Linked DNA regions of Mus musculus: regions 2 and 3 are each linked to region 1. A link is a contact called in public targeted proximity ligation data. All regions are on one chromosome and are shown on one strand. The core of a region is the stretch at or near the end of the contact, and the rest is flanking DNA. Distances in the headings are between cores, read along the strand shown.

Region 1 (4,354 bases), core at 949-3,448:
TCTTTTTGACCCTACGATGACCCCAAGATGGTGGAACCATTCCTGGAATCCAGAGATCTCCAGTGCCTCTGCCTTGCACTGGATCATAATAAGATTCTGGATCCTTGATTTTATGAAACCTGACTGAGCGAGCAATGACTGAACTGGCAGACATGGGCAATGGAGCTTTTTCTCTGTGTGTGCATGTGACTCTCTCCTTAGAAGAGCCAACAGTCCTTCACGTCTTTGCCTTAGTATATAATTACATATGATAGGAATGTGGATAAGTCTCAGATGTAGTGGTTTACTGAAAGTCTAGAGTCATCTGATCCTACCAGTGTTTTCTCTCCCCAAAGTCACTTGTTTCCAATAATTTTGAGAAGACACCTCAACTTAATCATACCCACAACCACAAAACACCCAAAACCTTCTTATGGCAGTCTTTGTATTTTAGATTTTGATACTACTACCATTAAAATCTCTTTTTAAAATATTTGTGCGCTAATTTTTTTTAAGCAGTTCTCAGAGCTGGACCTATCCCCTCATGGCATGAGAGAGTTACTCGAGGCACACTCCCACTCAAAAATATTGCCCTGAGAACAAGAAAAGAAGTGGCAAGATGGCTTAATCAGGTCTGTAATATGCTCATTGCCAGGGAGAAAAACCCAGAGAAACACAATCACGTGTGATTTGATGCACTAGTTTGTTACGGTGTCCCCTTTATCCTGTTTTTCCTCCACCTAACAAGCTCACAATAGTATACACATGAGATCCTTTTGTATGATTCTGCTTTCTACCAGATTGTGTTATGTCTTCTCACAACAAATAACTTCTGATGCGACTTGACTTTGGTGCTCTGTAACTCAAGCCAGTTAAGGAACACCCAGAGCTGCCTTGGTAGACTGTGGATGCAGAGCTGGGGTTCAGGGCAGCAGGTGGCTTTTTTTGGCAATTGCTGTAATTCAGGAACCAGCGAGTGACAAGAGGTGACTTCCCCTCATGATATGTGAGAACGCTCTACTTGCTGTTTTATTCTCTGTGTTCCTGATTACCTGGTCAGGGAAGCTGTGCGTGAATCTTTCAGGTGCAGACATTTTAAATAGCTGCATTTTATGCCTCTGATATTAACAAGGTCTACAACAAGATGAAACCCATAGCTCCTTGTTCACAATTATGAGGAGTTTTAATTTCAAGTTGACAACACTGTGGCATTTAATGAAGCATGCGGTCTTTGTGCTAGGAGGCCTCCGTGTGATTGGACAGGTTACATGCTGGTGAAGCTGGCCCCGTGTCTGCACCTCAGGCACACGGATTGCTCTCAGGCTCGGAATCACATGCAGGGGTGTTCTTGTCTTTAGAAAATGTACCCTGCATGATGGTGCACATTTCTGATGATGGCTTATCGTGCCAGACACAAGAGGGAGAAGAGGAACATCATTATAGCTGCATTCAGGGATATTTCAATCGGTGCTGATTGCTACTTCTTCTTAAAGCACAGCAATTTGCTGCGCAGATTCTGTAGTGGCGAGAATAGCACCCACTGCTATTTCCTACCTCTGTCTACCTCCCTCTCCTCCCTGCAACAGTGCTTTCATTCCTTTCCTTCTGTTTTGGATTGGCACATAATGCTTGGGGCAAAAGATTGCCTCCCTTACATTTTTACATCCCTACTTTTATTCTGAAATGAATCTCCGGGCTTCATTTTCTTTTATTGGTCTTCTGTACAATGACAGCTGCCGCACACTGCCCAATTAATTGGTAGAATTTATGAACTCCAGGAACTGACCTCTTTTCTTTGAGCTATAAGGTGTGTGTTGATGTGTGTGTGTGTGTGTGTGTCTTTATGCACATCTCCATCTAAACACATTTTTGTAAGCTGCAAATGAACTAGAACAAAGCCATTTGCTACATAAACACATGGCTTTGCAATTTGCTGAAATTTCCAAAAGTGCAGTGTGCATAAAGCAGGGGGAGGAAAAGAAAAGGAGAAAAAAAAAGAAAGAAAGAAAATGGAAACAAAAGAGACCTTGCAGACCAAATATTTTCTTCTTCAAATAGATTGGAATAGTGGATTCAGATCTCCAGTTTCAAAACAAGTTAAGTAAAAGTGCTTTAAATCCTAAAAGATTCCGTCCATGAATTAGGTCCTGGGTTCTCTCAGAATTGACAACATTTTAACACCAGCTGGCACCAGACATCCTGCACCACACAGCCTTTGATGCCTCTGGATAGCTAAAAAAGAAATTACCCAATTACGATGTAATGGCTCTCCAGCCTTTCCAGGCTAGGAATGAGAGAAGGAGTATTTACAATCACAGCGCACAATAATTTTATCCAGTTACATCAAATCAGCTAGGCTAAGTTAGCCCTGCCCTGTTGAGAGGAGCTGCATATGCATATGAAGACAAGAGAGGGCTGAGGACCAGATGGAACTGAAGGCCAGGGGGGTTTTAGGAGTTCACTGGACCCAGGCTTGGGATGAAGAGCATTGGGGGTGGGGGTGGGTGAAGTGGTGATGTAGTAAGTTTACCCAAGCAGATAAAATACCTGCCCCCAAGAATAATCTATTCACAAAAATAATGTATTTCTAAGGGTCTAGGGCAGAGAACAGGTATTTTCAGGCAAAATTGATACATACTAATTTTAAGAGATCATAATATTTGGGTGGTTCTCAGGCACTTGCTTTTAATCATTTTCATTTCTAGTGTGCTTACCCGAAGAAATCCATTTCTTTTTTTGAAACATGAATTCTTTTTTACGTATATAAAGGCCAAAGGGTTCAGATACCACTGAGTCAGGGCTTTCTGTTTCTCCCAAGACCAGGCATGAGGTGGGTATGAGGGCATGGGGGCTGAAGATTTTCCAGGCCCTTGTGTCTCTCCTATCCTTCCCTCTCTGCCTTACGGGCATCACAAAACTGGGAAGTGCAAGGGAGACTTTCTGCTTTTTCTGCTTGATAAGAACAAGAACAAATATTGATGTGAATGCAAAGCATCCACTAATCCCTGTTCTTCTCCCCTGTTTTCCCATAACCCCCAGCTCCTATTCAGGAAATACCCCTTCCCCCACCCTAAAAGGAGAAAACATGTTTGCCAGGAACTGTCCCTCACTGCAGCAGGGAGTGTGTCTGTGTGCAGGCAGACATCAGGAAGGCAAGGACTCACCAGAGCAGGTGATTCACCAACACAGCCTAAAGGGGGTTTGACCTCTTGGCAGACAAGTTTGCTAGCCTGCATTTTAAAATTCAGATTTTTCTGAATCTTCTCTGGCAAATTAGAAGCCCCGTTAGTCACATGTGACTGTCAGTGGAAGATATACACCAGATTCCAAAGGCTTAATTTGGAAGAGAGACAGATAACAAGAAGTTTAGGTCAATTACAAGTTGACTTCTTAATATTTCAGGTAACTCGGGTAAATAAGATAAGTTTATAAAATTAATTGCATCTGTTGCTTTAAAATGTTTTAATGAGATTATAAGAAAGACTTGCATGGGAAGCAGAGCTTGCATTATTTGCACTGAACAGGACCACTCTAAATATGTCAGTGCCTGAGTTGTGTGAACAGAAAGGCTGGGGAGGGGTGTTCTTCTCTCCATGTGTATAACTATTGGAACTTCCTGGAGTAATTGCCCTCACACCTCTCACTCAATTACCCCAACCCAGAAAGAAAGGACACATTCCAGAAAGGACTGTCCATAGTTGCCAGTTCTGCCATGTCCTGTAATTCTCCTGCAAAGGAAATAGATTTACAAGGCACTGACACCTGGCAGCTCTCTCTCATCTCTCTTAAAATATGGGTAAGGGACTGGTTCTGTGATTGAGCACAAAATGAGAGCTGCTCTTTTTTCGCCATCTTCCAAGCAGGTGGTATTATGTGCCAGGCTATTTATGCAGGAAGGCTAGGGCAGAAACAGGAGAAAAGACAGAGAGAGAGAAAGCTAAAAGATCTCATTCCTAAAAGTCCCAGATTTCTTCAGGAAAATACAGAGCACAGCAACACATTCCATGTCAGTGTGTGAATTTTTTTCTACATCCCCTCAATGCTCTTATTAAAGACAAGGATGATGCTATTCATAGTATCCTCTTGTATTTGTCCATTTTCGTAATGTAGAAAATTAGGGAATGGCCTGTCCTTGGCTTCCGTATGATTTCTTTTGATGCTCCTATATAACTCAAGTAGATGTATTTCCATTAAAAAACAGTGAAACTGGCCTTCTTCACATGTTATCACAGAACATGAAGTTAGGGACAAGCAGGGAGCTGGACTCTACCCTCTGGACTATGACCCAGCAGGATATGACCTCCACTCACTCAAGCTCATCGCTTGGCTGTTCTCTCTCAAAGCTACTTCAAGGAATTTGTTCCCCAAACTCTTT
Region 2 (4,716 bases), core at 1,767-4,266, 560 kb after region 1:
AGAAGAAATCCCGCTATATTTAAAGTATGTCTTTTTCACAAGGTGATGAGCCAAATTTTATTATCCAAGTTGTTTTTTATGATTTCTAATTTACTCATTTCTGGTGTCTGTTATTATAAGCTGATTTAATTGAACCAACAAGCATATATTTAGTAGCAACTGTAAGTTATATACTGATCAGGGGACAAAGCAGTAAAAATACTAATAAAATATACTCCATGAAGCTGGTTTTTAATTGCATTTTGAAATTTATTTGGGGAGTATACTACAGTGAGTGTATGTAAGTAAGTCAGAGGAACAACTTACAGGAATGGTTCTCTTCTTCCATTCTGTGGGTCCCAGGGATCAAAATAGGGTTATCAAGAGCTAGAGATATGGCTCGGCACTAAAGGCTAGGCTCACAACCAAAAAATAGTATTATCAGTCTAGACACTTTATCCACTGAGTCTCATGAAGCTATCTTAATTTATACTGACATATTCCCCAAAATATTTTGACCCATCTCTCTAGATAGAGTCCTGAACGTGGCCCCCAAAATCAGGCCCCTGTCCTCAACAAAATAGGAAGAATCCTTATTCTGTTCAATAATAAATGCATTTGAAGTCATCTGGGCCTCAATGTCTTGATTATTAAAGGAGTTAACTAGTGGGCAGTATGAGACAACATGATATGATTTCATGTAAGTTATTTAAGAGCTAGGAGTATACAATTATTTTAGGATTTTAAAAAAATTGTACATGTATGTTCATACGTGTGCCTGTTTTGTCTTGATGTGCATGGTATTTGGGCAGTTCCCATGAATACCAATGGAGAGCATCAGATCCTCTGAACCAGGAGTCACAGGCAGTTCTAGCCATCCACTATAGGTCTAGGAACCCAACCTGGGTAGTCTGGAAGAGTAACATGTGCTCTTAACCACTGAGCCATCTCTATCATAGGGCTGTGCGTTTCTTGAAGGGAACGTTCTGTGAAGTGGAGGTTCCTCACAGGTAGTAATGTTTTACAGAGTCACAAGGAAAAGTTTTCAAGGACTCTGTGATGTGAATCTTGGCATTCATTACACTGAGATCAACTTCTTTTATTAAGCTAAGATCAATCACCATGGTTCCTTTTAATTCTGGGAAACCCTTTCTTCTAAGCTTATCTAGTAACATTCTCTACTTTTGCAAGCAAACTCAAAGAAAAAAACACTTAGAGCTATTTCCCATACCTCTTCTCTCACTTGGATAATCCAGACGAACCTCTGTGTTTTACCATCATCCTTCTAGCTACAAAGTCCCTTCGGTCACGAAGCATAGCATAGTCTCAGATGCAGGAATTAAGATGCAGACCATAGGACAGACATTTGCTCTGCTGACCACAGACACTTGAGGCTTGGGAGTAAAGAAATTCCATCTCCATATTGCAGGAAAGGAAAAGGGGCAAATATATAGAGCTCAAAAGCATGTAGGGTAGAGTGAAGGCTCAGTACTAGAATCCTATGCTGTGTCATCAGTAGAGCTGTCTTTAAAACGCCAGCTGAGAGGCTAATTATTAAAGCAATTGTCTTCCTGAGTTTTTCTCAAAATTCCGTAAGTTCTAGATAATTCCCTGTGGTCAGTTATATGTCTAAAGGAATTCACCAGACACCTAAAAAAGTGTTCTTAGTTTGCAAAATAATTCTCATTTAACACAGTAAAAGAAGTTGGAGGTCAGGTTCATTCACATCATGGGAGGATACTCCAGTCAAATCAGTTGCTTCCTTCCACTCGGCTTGTGTGCCTAATTATGGTCTGGGTGTGCTTTATATCCACCCCCCTTGCATTTTGCTCTATTTGGTTTGATGGTTTGTTGCTGATGTTCTTGTTGTCGTTCAGATGGGTATTTCCTGTCTTTTTAAGTAGAGCTTTACTCGCGCACGCGCACACAGAGACACCTTTTGTTTGGGGTTGGGGCAAGACAGGATTTTATGTAGCTTGAGAATGACTCTGAAATCACTGTGTAGCCAAGGCTGGCCTTGATGTCCTCATCTTCTTGCCTCTACTTTCTGGGTGCCCGGGTGTTCAAATGTCATGTGTGCTACAATGCCCAGCTAGAATTTACTTTTTAGAGCAGTTTTAGGTTCACAGCAAAATGGAGTGAAGTGGCAGAGGGGTCGTCCCTTATGCTTTTACCTGAACATGGTGACATGCCATCCCACAAGTAGTGCATATGTTACCTCAGTGGATGTACCTTCACCCCTGAACTCAAAGCACATGAGGGCTTACTTCTGCTGGTCTACATTTTACAACTCCCTTTGATGTCATTAGGTGGCCAATCCATCCTGGGAATGAGTGACATGAAGCTTCCTTAATAATGGATGACATCCCATGGCTGTATAGTGAACTGAAGATGAGCCAAGAAATAACCCATTAGAACTGCCCATGAGACCAGAGCTCTTCTTCCCCTGTCGCAGAAAATGGCAGCAATCCCCTCCGTCATCCCTTCCATGGAAAAGACCACCGCTATGGCATCCCACAACCACCCTTTGTTTCCTAAGGAACACCAATCAGTGTTTTGTTCTGACATCCGTATCTTTAACATGTAAACCCTTCTTCCTGTCACCAGCTGCCAAGCAAACTTTGTAAGACAAACTTTTCAACACTCTGCATCAGTAGCTGCACTGATCAGGACAGTGAGTGGTCTGAAACTAGGATGGACAGCCCTCCCCAAAAGCAATAATTAGGGGCAATTCTACAGCATCTTGCCTTGCCAGCTAAACAATACCTAGAAAGCCAGGGTTCATGATGCAACTTAAAGGTAGCAGAAAAGGCGCCAGGTGGGGCAAGAAAAGGAGAGAAAAATTAAAGAAGTCAATCTGTGGCTAATTTTAGGTAGGAGAGGTTGATGCTCAGCCTTGGGGACAATAGAAACCATCGGCATTCACCGGTGAGATTTGAGCAGATGAAGCAGGAAGCCAGAAACTCTATAAGCAAGGCCTGAGCCACTCCACCCTGCCTTGAAACAGAAAAGCCAAGCTTCGCCATCTCCCAAGGCTCCTCTCCTCTGGTACATCTGGACTGCAGGGAACTGGGAGGCCTTCTGTACGTGAGACACGGGCTCCTGTCAGAGCCCAGCCCTGCAGGGCCACTTGGCCCCTCACAGCCTGCTGCCAATCTGCAGCTTGTCTGTCATTGTTTCGAGAACAAGCACTTTTCTTTTTTTGCCTGATGATTTTGGCACCCTCGCAAGGCTCTGCCCAAAAAGGCTCTGAACAATGGGACCTGATTGTTTTTGAACTGAGCCCAATGGGAAGCCTGGGCTGTGCACGGAGGACTGATGGAGTTCAGCTGCCGGTACAGTCCATCAGCAACCAAGGGCTACGGCTGCCTGGCCTCCCATTGCAGCTGCTGAAGGAAATACAGGGAAAGAGGAGGGGCCAGGCCAGCGGCAACCCCAAACATGTAAGTCTTAACCCAGGAGGGAAGAAATGCCCCACCAGCTCAGAAGGCTCCAAGATGGCTTCTGGCCTCTGCCCCCTTCCCCATGCCTTTATAATCGGCTGCTCAAAGTGGTGAAAGGCCTAATTGCCCCGAGCAATGTGGTCAATCTTCCTGGAGATTTAGCTGCCCGCTTTCATCTGACAGCCTGGGAGGGAACTCAGCATTTCCCTTCAGGCAATCTATATGGTCGAGCAGTTCACTGCGGAAAGTGGCGCCTTATCGATTTCTGCCATAGCTTCCATGGCTGACTCGAGGATCAGAGCTCTGACAATGACTAACAAGTTTAAACCATTAGTCCCATTTGTAACTACTCAGCAAAAGGCTTGTCAGTCACCGCGTACCATATACTGCAGCTTTTAGCAGATTTCTAACCCCATTCATTCTGCCACAATGACCCCTGTAGTTAATGGGGGTTATCGGAAAACTATTTTTCCCCTTCAAAAGCTGTGCCTTTTTTCTTCTTCCTCCTCTTCTTCTTTTAGCAACATAAAAGCCATTTCAGTTGTGATGTTTCAAAACAGTGATGCAGGCCAGGATTGATTCCTCTCTTAGGAGGAAACCTGCATCCTGGTGCCCTGGACACCATGTGTGCTCCTGAAGACTGCCAATCAGACGGCGGGAAACAGGAAACGGTGCCTCAGCAACAGAGTCCCTGCCCAGAGTCTCACAGTGACATGTCTCAACACCTCTCCTAAACTATTAGAGACCCCTGTCACAGTAAGCACTTTCTCTTTTCCTGTTAGAACCATGCCATACAATAGCATAGGATAAAGCCCTGTCCGTCAAAGTGGTCCCAGCAGGTCAGTATTCCTCAAGTGAGAAAAGCATAGCGTCTAGGCCCACCTTGGACCCACTGAACTAGATGCTGGCCAAATCCTTGGGTAGTTCCTGGAACTATGAGAATCACAGGTTTAAAACATTAATGCTTTCTAATATTATTTATACTAAACATAGAAACATTTAAAATTTCCACTATACAGGCTAACATTTTAAAGAAAAGGATGTTTTTTTCTGAATAATAGTTCCATGGTTATCTGAAAAGCTTTTGAAATGTTTTTCATCCTCAAATCCAGAGTACCTGGCATCTACTACGTATAAAAATGGAGAGCAGTTGAACAGGACATTTGCAAGGACGAATGAGGGGATGAGAATTCAGGAAAAAAGGGTGATATATTGGCCAAGGATGTATGGAGCAGGGACTAATATGAAAACAAGAATAAAGAATACATCCTTCCATTCACTTTTGAATTGCCTT
Region 3 (4,539 bases), core at 933-3,432, 740 kb after region 1:
CTTATTTGTTTCACCGTTTTAGGGACTGGGACATCCAAGAGCATGATGCTTGCATGTGCTGAAGGCCATCTTCCTGTATCACCGGGAGTGCATCAGATTGCAAGAGGCATGTTCAGGTTGCTCTCATGAAGCCATCAATCCTTCAGTGAATACTACACCCCGTGACCTCATCTAAACTGAGTAACCTCCCGAAGGCCCCACCCTCATACCAGCAACATGCAAATAGAGTAATAACATCTAACAGAGAATCGTCAGGAGGCACAATCAAATTATGGCAGTGAGGTCCCGACAGAAAAGCCGTCGTGAAGAAAGGCCTGGCATGAATACATTCTAGACTTTAGTAACGTGAGACAGTGTGCTGATACTTCTGGGAATGCACCACAAATCAGAAAGACCAAAGCAAGGAATCTGAGCTTCCAATGTGTCATGATAGCACAGAATGCCTACGTGTCTGCAGCAGCCGGTATGTGTTCTGTTGCTGAAGCAGCGCATGGGGCTGCTTCAGAAAGCCCTCAAAACTCTTTAACATCTTCTAACATTATTGTGAATTTTTTTTTCCTTTTCTCAAGGAAAACAGAAGACTGACACTCGGCCTATTATCTCTCAGCAAGTTCTGGCAAGATCTCTGAGATAATTTCCCAGAAGATGAGCTGCATGTAAAAATAACGGGGGAACATGTAATGATTGCAACTTCTCTAGTTAAAAATCCCTCTTCAGCTAAGGGTCATGCTTCTCTGCTTTCTCATTCTATTAGGGAAGAGACAGCAAAGCCCGGCTAGTGCTGGAAGGAGAGAGAGCAGTGATGCTATGATCATCTGCCCCTTTGTCTCAGTCCATTTCCTGTGGCTCTAGCAGCATAGCATAGGTTGGGTAACTTCTAAACAACACGAATTCATTTGTGTCAGTTCTACTGTCTGGAAATCCAAGATAAAGGGGCCTCGAAGTGAGGGCCTCCCCACATATAACAACACAGTAGAAAAGCAAAGAGGAACAAGCGATCACACCCACATCCTTAAGCCCCCTTTCTCATGAGTATAGAGTTACATGTGAGTATAGAGTATACCTGTTATGCAATCACTCAAACCAGTGCGCTAGAGCCCTGGCCATCAAGCTTTTTATGATTGGCAGTGAGGGTAGAGCCATCACCTCCCAACACAATTGCACTGATAAGTTGCCACCATACACATCTGGAGAACGCATGCAAATGTAACATCTTCTAGCTATCTTCCCTACATACCCAAAGAGTTTGACTGTAGTGTATAAACAATCCTCTTTGGCCTGTTCCTCCAATCTTTACAGATGGCAGCCTGGGAGTACTACATTGTTTAGATATATATAAGAAGTTGTAAACAATATAGACATTACCTGACATTGCGTTTATTTAACAAACTATTAAGTCATTTTTTATGCTCATATGATTGGATACTATCCTAGAAACTACCTCCCTATTTCCACAGAAAGACCTAACAGAGTCCAGACAGAAAAAGAACAGCATCCCTGGAAATTGGGCAGATTCTAAGCAATGCCTACCATATTGGGTCTTAAAAATCAAAAGTATTTAAAAAAAAAATCAAACGCTTAACCCTATCCACAGTCAGTGCCCATTCAGAAGTCTTTACCAGCCATTGGCAACACCCCCAAGACCATTTTGACTTCCCAAAACCACTCTGCACTCTGATTGTGAAATAAATGTCAGACTGGACTAACTAACTCCATTAATTTAAAGTTACAAGTTGGTTCCAGGGCAGGGAGGTGTGTCATTTCTGGAAAGGATACAACGGTAAATATTTTGGGCTCTGTTGAAATAGTCCATTGTGGTGGCCAGAAAGCTGTCAGACACATGTGTAGTAGGCCAGTAAACATAGATGGTCCCTAGTAGGCACACCAGAACTAGATCTGCAGGCAGGCAGGGAGTTTAATTAGACAAGGGCACAAGCCTGCCAGCGTTTATATTCAGTCTAAAAGAGAAGAGTTTCCCATGCCTATGAAAATCCAGACCTTAGCAGAATCAAAACGCCTGCAACCGTTACAGAATGGCACAAGACAGCAGCTGGCACTTGGGATGCCGGGCACAGAAGCACAATATCCCAGGAAGGTCAGACAGCAGAATGGCACCAGCACCGGGGTGGGGTTGGAGACGACGCTGTACAGGACTCAAGCCTCTAGCACTCTTAATTAAGGCCGTTTCGGGAATGGCTTGGGAAACATCGGAGAGTGAGCAGTTTGTCAAACCTGTGAAACAGAATGACTGTCAGCCTCGGCCCCACCCCCACCCCCACCCCCACCCCACTCCCATCAGCAGCTCCCCCTCCCCTCGGCAGCAAACACACCAGAAAAGGAGGGCTGCGAGAGCAAGCGTGTTTTCAATGATTAATCTCCCTGTTTTCACTTTGAAACCTAAAAGGGAAAAAAAAATGGAAGCATTCCTATTTCCCATTGAAAGTAATCCTGGCTTTATATCCTGGGTGTTTACATAAAGAGAGCTGTTTATTTAGAATCCTTGCTGATAAGGACACCACAAGCTCATAACTTATTATATATTCTCTTTCCATTTTGCCTTTTTTTCTTGTCGGGGGAGGGAGAATTATGTATATTTTATGATAACCCAAAATGACTTATACATAAAAAATACAGACTTTAAAGATAAAAAGGATTAGTCGCAGGTAATGCATTTTCCATGAGTGGCTATAGGGCTCTCGGTTCCAAGAGGCACTGGCTGCATACAAATGAATTGATAAAAGTCTGACGCTGTGGATGGGTAGCAAGGCTCACGCTTTGCTGGAGATGATTCTTAAAGTTACAATAAATCAGACAGACAGTGTCGGCCTTTGAGGATAAACCTGTGATGGCTTGTTGTGCCTCTCTGAATCGCCTCAGAGGCCCAGGGACTAAAAAGTGCCTAGATGTCACATTAAATCTACCGGGAGGGCGGAGCACTTCAAAGGGGAACGCAATCAGATCTGATGGAAAATACATTTTCTGAAAGCTACTGACAAAAAAGTAATCTTTGATGTGGATGTTGAATAACAATTGATATTGTCTTTCCTGACATTTTTCATTATTGCTGTCTTATACAGCCTACTTCATGTATTAAAGCAATATTAACTGTTTGACAGGGACAAATCCTCCAACTATCACATAAGCAATTGTTTCTGAATTGTCCTAGCCCAGTGCCTGTAAAACCCATCCCAATAACAGCTTTTAAATATGACGGCAGACTGCTTTCTCTGACTAGCTAGACACTGTCTGAGCTGGAGCGGAGTTCAGTGGAGTCTGGGGAATATTAAAAATGGTTAGGTGGTTACAAGGCATCATTGGATTATAAGAAAGGAGCAGCAGTGGTTTCTGAAGGTGAGTTTTAATGAGAGAGGTCTATAAACGTTAGTCCTTATTACTCCCCCTCCTTCGGCTCACATTTATGTCAGGTATATGTGAGAGAACCTCCGGATCTGCCACCATTCTTGCAGCTCAAAGGGGGAAATAAAGGAACGTACAAGAGATCTTGGTTATTTATGCAATGAAATAAAGTGATCTCCAGCTGGGCAAGCACCTATAAAGTGGGCCAGAATGAAGTCCCCCGGCGGGCTTCTGGGGAGAAATCATGCAGGCCTGGGAGGGGCCGTCACTTTCAGAGCCCAGCATGCCTCCTGAGGTTCGGTGTTCTAACCTGCCACTGTAAATACCTGTGGTTTCCTTGTAGGTATTTGTGACGCTTGAAATCTCTAATTTTCGGATGACCTTGAGCTTCCTGAGGAACTAGGAAGAAGTACTACAAAAGAAAAGCTGAGATTTTCTTTTCCCATGCAATGGGGCTAATTGTACCCCAGAGTCAAAGACAGCCAACTAATAACCCACAATTCACAATCACAAACCCATGACAACCCTGTGTTGTAGACTCTCAACAGTTATCATTTGCGCGTAAGATGCCTAGGGGATGTGATGTGCATCTTCACTTACATTACTATTATTCCCCATATTCCCCAGAGCTTCTAGCTCTCTCTTGCCTTGACAATATTATACCTCACCTTTATTTTTATAGTGTAGAGATTATACTCAATGTCTACTTCTCCACTGGGATCTAAAGTTGGTTAGGTCGTATATATAAATATAACTTGAAATGAAGCATACAAGGATAAGCAAAAAAGAAAAAATAAAGATTAGAAGAAAGCATTAGCTCTTAAGATTGCATTTAAACATACACACACACTCGCACTCACAAACGCATTCTTGCATGCACACATACAAACTCACATATACACGTTGTTACACACACTCTCACACACACATACTCACACACATTCTTACACACACACTCTCACATGCACACACACACTCTCACATGCACACACACTCCTCTCACATGCACACACACTCTCACATGCACACACTCTTTCAAATGCACACACACATGCTCTCTCTCACACACACACTCTCTCTCTCTCTTGCACACACACATGCATATTTTCATCTGTGCTGCATGGATCCATCACTGGGTCTGTGGCGAGCATCTCATCAGAGTATGAGGGAAAACAAAGCTGC

The links.
Region 2: a contact with region 1 is called in a targeted proximity ligation map of embryonic basal ganglia, with 4 times the contacts expected there. A contact is called at or near these places in 21 of 484 Hi-C or Micro-C datasets (the AML12 cell line, the Ba/F3 cell line, the N1E-115 cell line and 15 more) and 1 of 130 datasets of targeted methods (embryonic basal ganglia).
Region 3: a contact with region 1 is called in a targeted proximity ligation map of embryonic basal ganglia, with 6 times the contacts expected there. A contact is called at or near these places in 10 of 484 Hi-C or Micro-C datasets (the C10 cell line, Sertoli cells, cerebellar granule neurons and 7 more), 4 of 130 datasets of targeted methods (astrocytes, embryonic basal ganglia, forebrain and 1 more) and 1 of 9 other capture datasets (embryonic stem cells).

Annotation. Positions count from the first base shown.
Region 1 is chr19:15,051,558-15,055,911 of GRCm38.p6, forward strand. No RefSeq gene overlaps it. Among named protein-coding and RNA genes, the nearest start is that of Gm46645, 290 kb to the right of the region's middle.
Region 2 is chr19:15,611,790-15,616,505 of GRCm38.p6, forward strand. All of the region lies in intron 2 of Gm31594 (a long non-coding RNA gene), which reads left to right. Among named protein-coding and RNA genes, the nearest start is that of Gm31594, 15 kb to the left of the region's middle.
Region 3 is chr19:15,788,924-15,793,462 of GRCm38.p6, forward strand. No RefSeq gene overlaps it. Among named protein-coding and RNA genes, the nearest start is that of Gm24319, 110 kb to the left of the region's middle.